Regions from separate parts of the Sus scrofa genome. Here all the other regions are linked to region 3. A link is a contact called in public HiChIP or PLAC-seq and promoter capture Hi-C data. All regions are on one chromosome and are shown on one strand. Each heading gives the region's core, a stretch centred on a gene start, on an enhancer-like site or on the middle of the called end of the contact. The rest is flanking DNA. Distances are from core to core; before and after follow the strand shown.

Region 1 (2,700 bases), core at 132-2,631, 370 kb after region 3:
AGCCTGTGTAAAGTTCTGACTCTCAAATATCTAAATAACATCTGGACAATGTTTAGCATTGACAGAGGGCTTGTATATAGTAACCCCACTGTTATCTCCATTTTAGAAACTAGAAGCTCAAAGAGGATAAGTATGTGGCTTGTGGTCATATGGCAGGTATAGTAGAAGCAGGGACTTAACTTATTTTCTGTCTCTTTACAGTGCTATTACTCCATCTTGGAATTTCCTTTGCTCAGCTTATGTGTACTTACCTCCCCATCCTCTCCCCACCTAAAGAGTACACACAAACCTATTATGCAGCTGTGCTCGCAGGCTGGTGGGGGAGTGGAGGTGGACCAGCAGCACAGCCTGTAGCAGGTGGAAGGTGGCAGTTCCTGCACATACTCGGTACACAGCCCCAGAGCCACTGAGAACTGGGCAGTGAGAATGGCCAAACAGATGGGCACACAGCCCTGAGGGCATCTGGATCTGGAGGGAAGATACATGTGAGAAATGGCTGGGTGAATCGTTACACCTACTTCCATGAGTATGTCCACTCATTTCCCTCCATCCAAATCTTTTGTCTATCTTAGGGTTTCTCCTTTTATTCTCCCACTTACTCCACGTGCCTTGCCCCAGACTCTTTCCACTACTGTCCTTGACAATAGGAGGCAGCAGACTGCTGAGGCCCCCACATGGAGGAGAATGTAGAACAGGCGGCTACAAGGAGACTCTGTGAGAGGAGGCCACCTAGAATGCCGGCAGCAGGTACAGGAAACAGGCCCACAGCAGGACACCTGAGGGTAGAGCACGTGCAGGGCAGCAAAGCAGAGATGATTTACTGAGGAAGGGCTTACATTAATGTATGTGTGAGGTTAACCCATGAGGCTGAATTCCAAAATTTCCCCCTCCCTTCTCTTCTTTCCTTTTACTCAGGAATTCTCAGACTCTCTGGTTCCAGGCTATTTAGGATTGCCTTCCACTGACATCAAGTAGCGCTTTCATCATAAGAGCTTACCTGCTGGCTTGAGCAGAATTTCCCAAAAGCCTAAGTCACACCTGGCTTCAAACCCTTCCCTGGACCTAAACATCTGGTACCAGGAACATGGGAGGAGAGGTTTAATGATGAATGTTCTTAGAGGCAAAGAAGCATAAGGGCCCCAGAGGAAAGGAAGGCCTATCCTTATTTAAACAGCTCCCCTGGGTTTTTCTCCCCAGCTTTTTAGATTCCCCACTATTTCCTTCCAGTTTTTCAGATAGCACATGCTCTAGGGAGCTCTCTGGCCAAATATCCTCTCACCTGATAGAAGGGAGGGCTCAGTATGACGCTGCTCACTCCACTGTGTTGCTGCGCCAGGCGGGGAGAGGTGCTCGAGCTCGTGACCGCCTTTGCACCCACCATCCTTATCCCAGGGATTAGGCCCAGGTCCACCAGATGGACAGTAGATGAGAAAGGCGCTTTCCTTTGTATCAGCCCACTGGACTGTGCTGAGGCTGGTCACCCAGTTTAAGGCAGAATGGAGGGGAGGGAAAAGAACACCAACCTCCAGGATGTGGTAAATGCAAATGTCCCTGTGAAACTACTTTCTCCCCGGGGGCCTGTTCTTCTCAGATTAGGGAGTGGTTTGGTATCTGGCCTGTAGATTAGCATTCTTAATTGGTTTAGGATTAGACTTTATCCATCTGGAAGAGAATTCCTTGAGGTGTGTGGGCGGATCTAGATGAAGAGGAGGAGGACAGTCTGGAGTGATGACAGGTTAGGCTGGGACACGGCCTGTCAGAAAACAACTCTGTACAAGCCGGAAAGGAAGTCAAAGAGACAACCGGTTTCCTCGTTGAAGCTTCTAGAACCAGAGCACTAAAGAAGGTGTGGTCCAGGGGCAGCCCCGCCTCCTCTCCGGGCGGAAGTTGCGGGGCAGTTACCGGAAGTCCTCATGAGGCGGGGCCGGGCCTGAGGGGCGGCGCGGTGGGATCGAAATGGCGACCGAGGGGGATGTGGAGCTAGAATTGGAGACTGAGACCAGTGGCCCGGAGCGACCTCCCGAGAAGCCACGGAAGCACGACAGCGGTGCGGCGGACTTGGAGCGAGTCACCGATTATGCGGAGGAGAAGGAGATCCAGAGTTCCAATCTGGAGACGGTGAGGTTGGCCGGGAGCTTGTCTGGGCGGGATGAGAGGAGAAAAGGCTTTGAGGCTGTAAGTGGAAGCCCCGCTTCAGGACGTGGCCTGACCCGTGAGGTGGGAGGAAGCGAGAGGGAAGCTGAACCGTCACTGGGGCTCGCCGCTCGCAAAAAGGAGCTTTGGAGATTGGGTTGAAAGTGGATCTCGGGTGTACGGAATTGAATTAAACATAGGCCCTGGTTCCTCGGACACTCGTCGTGAATATACACCTCACCTGCTTGGCACTGGTGTTTGCAGTAACTACATCTGCCTTTTCTATAGGCCATGTCCGTAATCGGAGATAGGCGGTCCCGGGAGCAGAAAGCAAAGCAGGAGCGGTAAGTCTTACGCACGCAATCACCCTACCACCCCCTGCTTTTTCCCCCAGACGAAGGGTATAAAAAAGCCATCGTTAGGCTTTTTATACTTGGTACTGTTCTTCAACTCTAACATCAATTCCTGCAGATCTAAGATTTAGGATTTTACTCTTTTGTTAGTGGAAGGAAAAGCCTCCTAACAACGCCTGCTGCCTGCTGGACATACTCTATGGGATAGGGTGGG
Region 2 (2,939 bases), core at 149-2,648, 380 kb after region 3:
TAATTGATGAAGAACTTCTAGGAGTCTACCCTAAAATTCTTAAGGCAGTGCACTAAAGAATGATAACTGCAGCGCTGTGTGTAAGAGGAAAAAAAGTAACAAAACAGCTAATTGTCCCTCAGCAGGGAACAAACTCCATATAATAGACCTCATAAGCAGTTAAATTAATAAGATCTCCATGTATCCAAAGGCACTTATCAAAAAACCACAGAGTTTAAGGAAAAAAAAAAAAAAAGGCAGGTTACACAAGGATAAGTACCTTATATTTAAAAAACAGGAAAGAAGTGATATTATTTTCCAAATATCTTACTGAAAAAACTCTTGACTTTTCAGTCTGACTCCCTAAACAGGTACAGTGTTGCTTCATCCATCTGCACTCACTGGAATCAAACCTATCCTTTAAAGATCAACTTGAGTACCCCAGTCTGAAGAGATTATTCAAAGCGCTTGGTTTACATCACCTATGTAACAGTATTAGGGGTGCGAAAGACTGCACACTTGCTTAGAATAGGTCTCTTTTTGCATGAATCACGTCTACTATGAGTTCCTTAAGGTTAGGGGTACTGTCTCTGTATTAAATTTAACAAATACAGTCACTGCGTTGGTTGAAAGGGATTAAAAAGTTTAATAAGAGAGGGTTCCTGCCTTGAGGAATCTATGAGTTTATGATGCAGTAGAGAGAGATGGACACATAATTACAGTAAGAGTTATAAAAGCATAAACAGATTATGGATAACAAAACTGGGATTGTATCCCGCACAACGCCTTCCAAACAGCAAGCGTTCACTTTATTTATTACTCTAGTTTATTGGTGGAGGCCAAGGGAAGAGGATGCTTGCTGTAGGAGTGAACCGACAGGCTCTAGGAACAAGATGAGGTGGAAATAGTGTGGGTGTTTTTTTCCCTTCTAGGCAACGCGATTGGATGCGAGTTTGATGGCGAAAGAAATAGGGGGCAAGGTCTTAAGGATCGCTGGGGCTGAGGTGGTGGGCCCGGGGTCGGTTTGGAATATGCTAGGGAAACAAGTAAGATCCGACTGGAAAACAGCTCAACACAGTACCTTTCTCATTGCGAACCGGGACGGCCCCAGCCGTAGACTGAATAGGCGGTTGTTTCATGAGTGCGCTTGGGACCGACATTTTGATGGCAGCGGCGGTGATTCCAAAACTTGACTGATTCCAAACTGTGAACAGGTACAACGTCAACGAACAGAAAATCCTCCGCACCAGAGGCCACTGGACACTGCTGCGTACTGATAGAAACACCACTTACGGCTGAGCTAGAAAAACAGGAAATGTACGACTAGAGGATTGTGGGATTGTGGAGGACGTCAGGGAGCCAAAGTCCGTGGAGTCTGTTACTGCGCATGCTCATAAACTCCCTGTCGACCTTAGTCTCGCGGTATTTGGACGCCACTTCTGGCGGGAAATGGCTCTCTGGACTTTGCGGTTAAGACTCTGAGGTCCGCGGAAGACCCGAATTAAAGGTTTCGCTGATTAGGTTCGTTTGAAGCCGAGGAAAATGGCAAAGTGATGAAGAAGAAACCGAGGAGTTAGAGAAGGACAGTGTGTTCAGATTGTTGAAAGCTAAGAATTAGAGTTAAATCGAAATAGAAATCCTGCTAATAGCACCTGATTTTCTCACTTGATGAGACCGAGCGGTTTGTAGTGCGATATTTTTGGGTTACGTCAGGGCAAGTGGTGCTAATTTAGACCAGTGGCAGGAAAAAAAAATCCCCTAAACGGCTTAGAACAATGCCTGAAATCCAAACACTCTTAGGCGTTTCAGTTCTTTCCTTTCTAGAGACTGCCTATTAAAACATATTCTTGGCTGGAATGGTTGTATATGAAAGTCCATAAGTAATTATTAAGCACTTGCTGTATTTACCTCGTTTAGCTCTAAGGAGTATGGAGCATTGTTAAAAGGCTTATGTCTTCCAAATACTTGAATTTTATTTAGGAAGTCTTCAAGGGCTTTTACAGTAATATCAGAAACAATCCCAATTTACTTGCTGGGCTGTGTAAAAAACATAGGCTAATTGAAAGTCAAAACACATTCAGTGTAGAAAGGATTTTATAACTGCTGTGGTGGGGAGGGAAGGGACACATGAGCAAAGTCTTGAAGTACAGAAATTGCATGGTATATATATTAGACACTATGAAAAGTTTGATTTTATCAGTAATTTTTCATTTGAGGAGTGTGAAAGTTCCTGAAGGGCTTTGAAGGATTCGTTCTAAAATTATTTCATCTGTGTTCTAAAATTGGGCTTAGGCTGGGAGAAATACAATTGAGCAAATCTCCATTAAGGAACAATGGATGACTCAAGTAAGCCATCAAAGGAGCAATTTTGAGCTGGAAAGAAAAGGACTGTAAAAATAGAGCAAATAGAAATTTGTATTATAATTTTATCAGCTTCAAAACCGTGCTATTCAGAAGGAGTAAATCTGATGGGAAGGCAGTTAGTTGTTTCTGCTCACGGACATCTAGAGAATAGAAAAAAAAGTTTGATATGACTGTAACTCTTAAATGCAGTGCCCTAAAGTCTTACATTTGGTGCTTTTGTGATACAGAAGCTATTGAGAACTTTCTCCCAGTGTTGGGGCTTTGTAAGGTCATTACTAGAATCCTAACTGGTGGGCAAAATTTAAACCAGCTTAGTTAACTTGTGGGTGAAATTAAACCAGCTTGTTATTGGCTCTTGAAAAAATATCAAAATGCTTCCTTTCCTAGGGAGAAGATAATAAGGTAGCCATAGGGCATAGTTTTCTGGTGGTGGGGTTACAAGGAACTAGGAGTCAAGGTAAAAGGCTGCATGTTGGTTTCGATTTCATTTCCTCTTTATTTCATACGACATCTAAGTGCATCTGAATCTTCTCCAAGCTCACAGTGCTAGGCAAGGTGGTTTTTCCTTAGCAGAAGTGCAGGTGTTCTTCAAAGTG
Region 3 (2,754 bases), core at 63-2,562:
CTTTCCATTCAAAGTCACAGTATCTTGAGAGCAAGTGAAACTTGCTCACTCGGCAGTGCCGCCCCTCCTCTTCTCCAAACCCTCCTGCACTAAGAATAACGTCTGGGCTCAAAAGGACAGAGGCATGGCCATATCTCTTAAGGTCTGGACCCTGGCTATCACTAGTGACTACACGAGCAGGGATGACTCCGGAAGGGGAGGCAGGATCTATCCGAGGAAACGTCTCTGATGCTGGGAACACTACAGTTTGGGAGACAATGTCTCCCCGAGAAGCGGCCAGAATGAAATAGTGGGAGCACTTCAGATGCCACTCCTCAAACTCGTCAAAAGGTTCAAGATTTTCTACGCGCCGGCGTTCTTCTGCGGGGAGAAAATGGCGATAAAACTCATTCATGTCCAAGGCACGGCAGGCAGTCCAGCCGGCCTGGAGAAAGCGCTGCTGCTGGGCCTCCGCGTCAGGAAAGCGGTCCAGGCCATGCAGGGGTGAATTCAGCTGCCGAAAATGTTGCTGCATGAACTGGCCGAAGGCGTCATGCGGCCTCATCTGCTCGTAAACGACAAAAAGCGCATCAGAAAAACACTGGGCGGCCCAGGCGATGAGGGCCGCGGCATTATTCGGCTCGAGGTAGGTCAGCACGGCCTCAGCCAGGAGCAGAGTCGGTGCGGCCGCGTCTAGGCCCGCGGCGGCCAGTGCCTGGTCCAACCGCTGCACCTGCCGCAGGTCCAGCCCCAGGATGCGGTAGTCCGAGCTCTCGAAGCATAGCGTTGACCCGGCGTCCCCGCGCCGGAAAGGCCCGGTTAACGCGCACAGTTCCGGCGTATCTCGAATCCTGTCCGCTTTGCGCCGCGCCACGTCCGGAAAATCCACCTCCCAGACTGCAGCCCCGGGGAGGCGGCCCGCAGCTTTAAGGCGAAAATACAGCGAGTCCGAGCCGGCGCCCAGAGACAGGATCTGGATGTGGGGCGCGCCGAGAGCCGCGCGCGTCCCCTCCAGGAATGCGCATACGCAGTGCCGCATGGCGCGTGCGCGGACGTAGTAGCCGCGGTGGATCAGCGGCGCGCGGCGCACGGACGCCGGAACTAGCAAGGCGGCAAAGGTGTCGTGCACGTACCCGCGCGCGGCCAGGGAGCTCTTGCTGAGGGCGCTGCTGTCATTGGTACTCTGCACTGCTCCCGCGCGACGCTCGCGGCTCCGCGGGCCCATGGCCTGGAGAGTCAGGAGCGGCGGTCCGTCACGGTGGTGAGCTGTCCTTTCGTTCTATACTACCTACCTCGCGGACTTCTGTACGGAAAAATCACCCTCCGTCTGTGCCTCCTCTTCCTTGGACACGTGTGCGTCACTTCCGGGAAGGGTGCAGCTCCCCGATCAGGACTGAGGAGGGTGCAGTTTGTGGTGACAGTCCGCTGTGATTGACATTCCTTTGATTATCCCGGACTGAATCTTCGAGGGAAGACTGCCAGATGCAGCTTATTATGGACACGTGGACTGTTTCTGGGAAGCGTGGGGTGTCGCTTTTCTACAAGCTTTCCTGTCTGAAGTGAAAAATTTACCTAAGTTCTAATAGAGTTCTCAGCTGTTGAGGAAAATCTTTAAGAGGTGAGTCTCTGGGGACCGACAGACAGGGTCTGCGTGGAGTGACTGGTAGAAGTGAAGCAGAGCTAGAATCACTGACTGCGGTGGGCGAGGAATAGGGGTCTTTCATCAGATATTAACTATGAGTACTTAGTAAGAGATCTCATTTAAATCTGAAAACAAGTCATTGAGGCCAGGTGCAAAATGAGGAAACCTTTACAGAGGTGATTCACCCAATAAGTGTTTCCCCACAGATGTGTTCTATTGATTCCCTTGTATTCCTGGCTCTGTGCTAAGCTGACACTAAGGGAACCACTCAGCCTCTGTTTCTGAGCTGTAAAATGACATTCCCTTGCACATTCAAAGTTCTATCTTCTGGGACAGTGTTGAATATGTCTCCAGGAGAGAGAGTCATGGAAGAGAGGTGATTATTCCCTTTTGATATGGTCTGAGTCTTGGTGGTTTAAAATAATCATCAGGTTTCTAATTTGGGTGTTTGGGAGTCATCACCAGTAGGAAATCGCTTGCAAAGATACTTAGGGCATTTGTAACTTATTAATTGGGATTTGGTGACTGACTGTAGGGGCTGAGATGGAGAAGGAAATTAAGATGACTGTAGTATGGTTACCTTGAAGCAGTGTAGCACAGTGGTGAAGGACATGCGTTTTGGAGTCCACATAATTTGGATTTGGATATTGGAACTGTGTCATTTAGATTTGGTGTTTTAAGAGCTTGTAATGACTTTAAGGAGAGCAATTTCTGTGGAGCAATAAGGGCATAATTCACTGAATGGGAGAAGGAAATGGAGGCAGCTCAAGGAGTTAGTTTGGAAGGGAAGAGGGCAGTAATGAAAGGAATGTGGGATAAAAGAAAGTTTGTTTTAATTTTTTTATGTTAAGGTGGAAACAGGTACTATGCTTGCATGGTGGTCCTCTGAGGGAAATTAGCCAGTTGGAAAGAAAGATTGAGGAACAGAAAAGTGAAGATTAACTAGTGGAGGAACAACTGGAATAGATAGGAAGTAATGGGGTCCTGGGCACAAATTAGTCTTGGAGACTGGAGAATAAATCTTCTTTCTCTGATTTATGAGGGAAGAAGGGGTATAGATAAAGATAAGTTTAAGTGTGAGGGAGGGCAGAGAGAAACAGAGAGAGTTCATGCCTGATGGCTTCTGTTCTCTC
Region 4 (2,775 bases), core at 33-2,532, 260 kb after region 3:
AGCTTCAGTACAGAGTCCAGGAATACTTCCAACACAGTAAAACCTCTCTGGCCACCAGCAGTATTTCCTTCAATAGTGGACCCCTTAGTTCCTTCTCAATGTAATTTTTTTTTTTTTTTGCCTTTTTTAGGGCTGCACCCACAACACATGGAAATTCCCATGAGCTAGGGTTCGAATCCAAGCTGCAGCTGCCAGCCTACACCACAGTCACAGCCATGCCAGATCCGAGCTGCGTTTGTCACCTACACCACAGCTCATGGCAACGCCAGATCCTTAACCCACTGAGCAAGGCCAGAATCAAACCTGCATCTTCATGGATACTAGCTGGGTTCATAACCTGCTGAGCCACAACAGGAACTCCCTTGATGTAACTTTTAATCTTTCATACATACCCTTATTCTGATACTGATGAACTATGCTGATGCCCTTGTTTTCAGGATCAACTCACTCATACTGCCTTCTTTCTCCAGCTTGCTAAAATGACTCTTCACTGACTCCTCCTAACCACTGCTAACAGGGACTGCTGCCCCCTCCTCCATCACTGACCAACCGATCCAATTAACCATCCAACTAATCCTCTCACTCACTGAGTCTCTAGCCTTAAGCAGTCCTCCAAACCCTCAGATGAGTCACCACACTTGGTAACATATTTATATGGAACATCACTGATTCCCCACAAAGACTGTCTGAGCGCCACTCTCTCCCCACCTACCTCTCTCCAGGCTCACCTTCTCTCCAGCAACCCCTTCCTCCGCAAGATGTGACTCCACTCCCACCCCTCCTCACACAGACCTCTCCACCCTGACCCTCTCCCCTGCAGACTCTCGTGCTCAGCCGGACCCCCTCTTCCTCGTGCAGACAGTCTCACGCCCACCTCTGCTCTCGCTGCCCCTCTCCTCGGTCCTCTCCTCACACAGCTCCGGGTCAGAATTACCACCTCCCCATCCCGACTCCTTTAGCCTTTGCCCGCCCCCGCCTTCCCCGCCTCACTCTCCCTTCGCTGACATTGAGGCCTCTCCCCTAGGTCTCTTCCCAGCGTTGCCCCCAGCTGCTGCTAAGCAGGGCCCTCAGCACTAGCGGAGCCCACTCTACTCAGCCCACCCCCTCAGATACCGCCCCCAGCCCCCAGCCACTCCCCCACCGCCCCCGGCCCTCACTCACCCGCCTCCCTGAGCTCGCGCAGCCGAACCTGCCGGCAGCGACACCTGACAGCGGCCCAATCAAAGCGCGACTTCTCTTCGCTGCCACCAATCAGCGGAGGGCGCGCACCGGCGGCAGAGTCAGGCTGCGTTGGCCGGCGCTACTGCGCGGAGGAGGGTGGCCTCTAGTGGCTCTGGGGAGGAGGTGCAACGTAATGTTCTCTGATTTCTAACTGCGTGGCCGACAGTCCAGATGCTCTCTGTCTAGACAGAAACTTTCCAATGAGAGGAAGGTGGGGTGCGGGGGCACGATGCAGGGGAAGAGGCCCAGTTTACGCCACTGCACCTTCTTGAGGACAAAACCAGGTCTTGTTTGTATTGTAAAATAAAACGATATGTGATAGGCGTAGAGATCCAATGAGTGTTGGTTGCAAATGTTAACGGACTAGAGAAGGCTTGTCTCCAAGGCTGGAGACAAAAACAGCGACAGAAACAAATCAGAAAGTTAAGGGCTAGAACAGAGAGACTTATTTATGGATGGGACAAGAAAATGCATGGACTTGGAAGGCTGAGTCAGTGGATTTCTATCTCCCTACTCTGCTTGCTCTCACCCTCTAGACTTGTTTGAATCCTGGGCCTTGCCTTTAATAGCTGTGGAGCTTTGGACAAGTCACTGAAATTCCCTCAGCCTCTGTTTTCTCACCTGTAAGAGTGTGGGATTAGAAACCCTAATCACAGGGTAGTGATTATATGAAAGTATTTTGTATGTTTGTGTTATTACTAATCTTGCATCCTCACTAAGGTTTTCCTGGTTCAAAACAATTCCAAGTTCCCCAGTTCTTCTCTGCAACTTAGCACTTTTTCAGTCAAATGCCTCATTATACTGACCCCAAGTCGTCCCGAATGACTTGGACTAACCCTAAGAGAAAGAGATTCTGAAAAAGCAGGACCTTATGATCCTTCCCTGCCCACCCCCTGAATCCTCCACCTGCCTTTTGACTGTAGAAAAACTTTAGTCAAGGAGTAAGTTTAATCAGAGACACAAGAAAATGCAGAAGCAAAGGAAAAACAGTCAAACAAGACCAAATAATAATAGTCATTAAGACATTTAGTTCCTTCTCAAGGGCTGTAGATGATATTCTGAGCCATATCCTGTGAGCTGTTTTGTAGGTACTGAGCCCAACTCCCACCATGTGGAAAAAAGTTAACTACATGATGACCAGGCTGTAGCCATGACATGCTACCATAATTCTGAGAACTGGCCTCAAGGAAATGGCAATAAACCCACCCTGAAACTGAAGACTAACTGTACTTAAAACAATCAAGAGGACATTGATCAGACCAGCACATGACCAATCTCAAGACGACTGTCAGAGCTAACTGCTGTTTCTGCCTGTAGCCCCCCTCCCTTTACCTGTAAAAATCTCTTCATTGTCAGTGGGCAGGAGCATTTGGGCTTAATTCCCTCCCCTTTTCCCTTTATTTCGTAGTTGTCAGCCTACATACAAAATAAAGCGAACTTTCCTTTCCACCAACTTTGACTGTTAATTGACTTTAGAGCAGCAAGCAGCCAGACCCCATTTTTGATAACAATACCTCCTCATTACCTATTACAAACTCAAGAAGGCTGAATGAA

The links. Promoter capture Hi-C pulls out the DNA fragments that hold promoters and counts their contacts. HiChIP or PLAC-seq counts read pairs in DNA pulled down with a chosen protein or histone mark.
Region 1: a contact with region 3 is called in an H3K27ac HiChIP or PLAC-seq map of alveolar macrophages. The contact joins the promoter of SERINC4 here to the promoter of ADAL in region 3. A contact is called at or near these places in 1 of 5 promoter capture datasets (liver), 1 of 47 Hi-C or Micro-C datasets (liver) and 1 of 2 datasets of contacts at active chromatin or transcription factors (alveolar macrophages).
Region 2: an H3K27ac HiChIP or PLAC-seq map of alveolar macrophages shows a contact between it and region 3. The contact joins the promoter of WDR76 here to the promoter of ADAL in region 3. A contact is called at or near these places in 1 of 47 Hi-C or Micro-C datasets (liver) and 1 of 2 datasets of contacts at active chromatin or transcription factors (alveolar macrophages).
Region 4: a contact with region 3 is called in a promoter capture Hi-C map of fetal liver, with 2.6 times the contacts expected there. The contact joins the promoter of PPIP5K1 here to the promoter of ADAL in region 3. A contact is called at or near these places in 1 of 5 promoter capture datasets (fetal liver) and 2 of 2 datasets of contacts at active chromatin or transcription factors (alveolar macrophages and skeletal muscle).

What each region holds. Positions count from the first base shown.
Region 1 is chr1:127,759,055-127,761,754 of Sscrofa11.1, reverse strand. SERINC4 (serine incorporator 4) reads right to left here and starts at 1,381. Exons shown (of 10, transcript XM_013993067.2): 1 at 1,280-1,381; 2 at 290-468. The coding sequence starts at 1,381.
Region 2 is chr1:127,739,808-127,742,746 of Sscrofa11.1, reverse strand. WDR76 (WD repeat-containing protein 76) reads left to right here and starts at 1,398. Exons shown (of 15, transcript XM_021096581.1): 1 at 1,398-1,500; 2 at 2,881-2,939. It overlaps MFAP1 (microfibrillar-associated protein 1), which reads right to left and starts at 1,340. Exons shown (of 9, transcript XM_001928118.5): 1 at 1,061-1,340. The coding sequence starts at 1,139.
Region 3 is chr1:128,124,249-128,127,002 of Sscrofa11.1, reverse strand. It overlaps ADAL (adenosine deaminase-like protein), which reads left to right and starts at 1,312. Exons shown (of 10, transcript XM_013993097.2): 1 at 1,312-1,597. It overlaps LCMT2 (tRNA wybutosine-synthesizing protein 4), which reads right to left and starts at 1,329. Exons shown (of 1, transcript XM_003353380.4): 1 at 1-1,329. The coding sequence starts at 1,204.
Region 4 is chr1:127,863,994-127,866,768 of Sscrofa11.1, reverse strand. It overlaps PPIP5K1 (inositol hexakisphosphate and diphosphoinositol-pentakisphosphate kinase 1), which reads right to left and starts at 1,282. Exons shown (of 30, transcript XM_021096881.1): 1 at 1,162-1,282.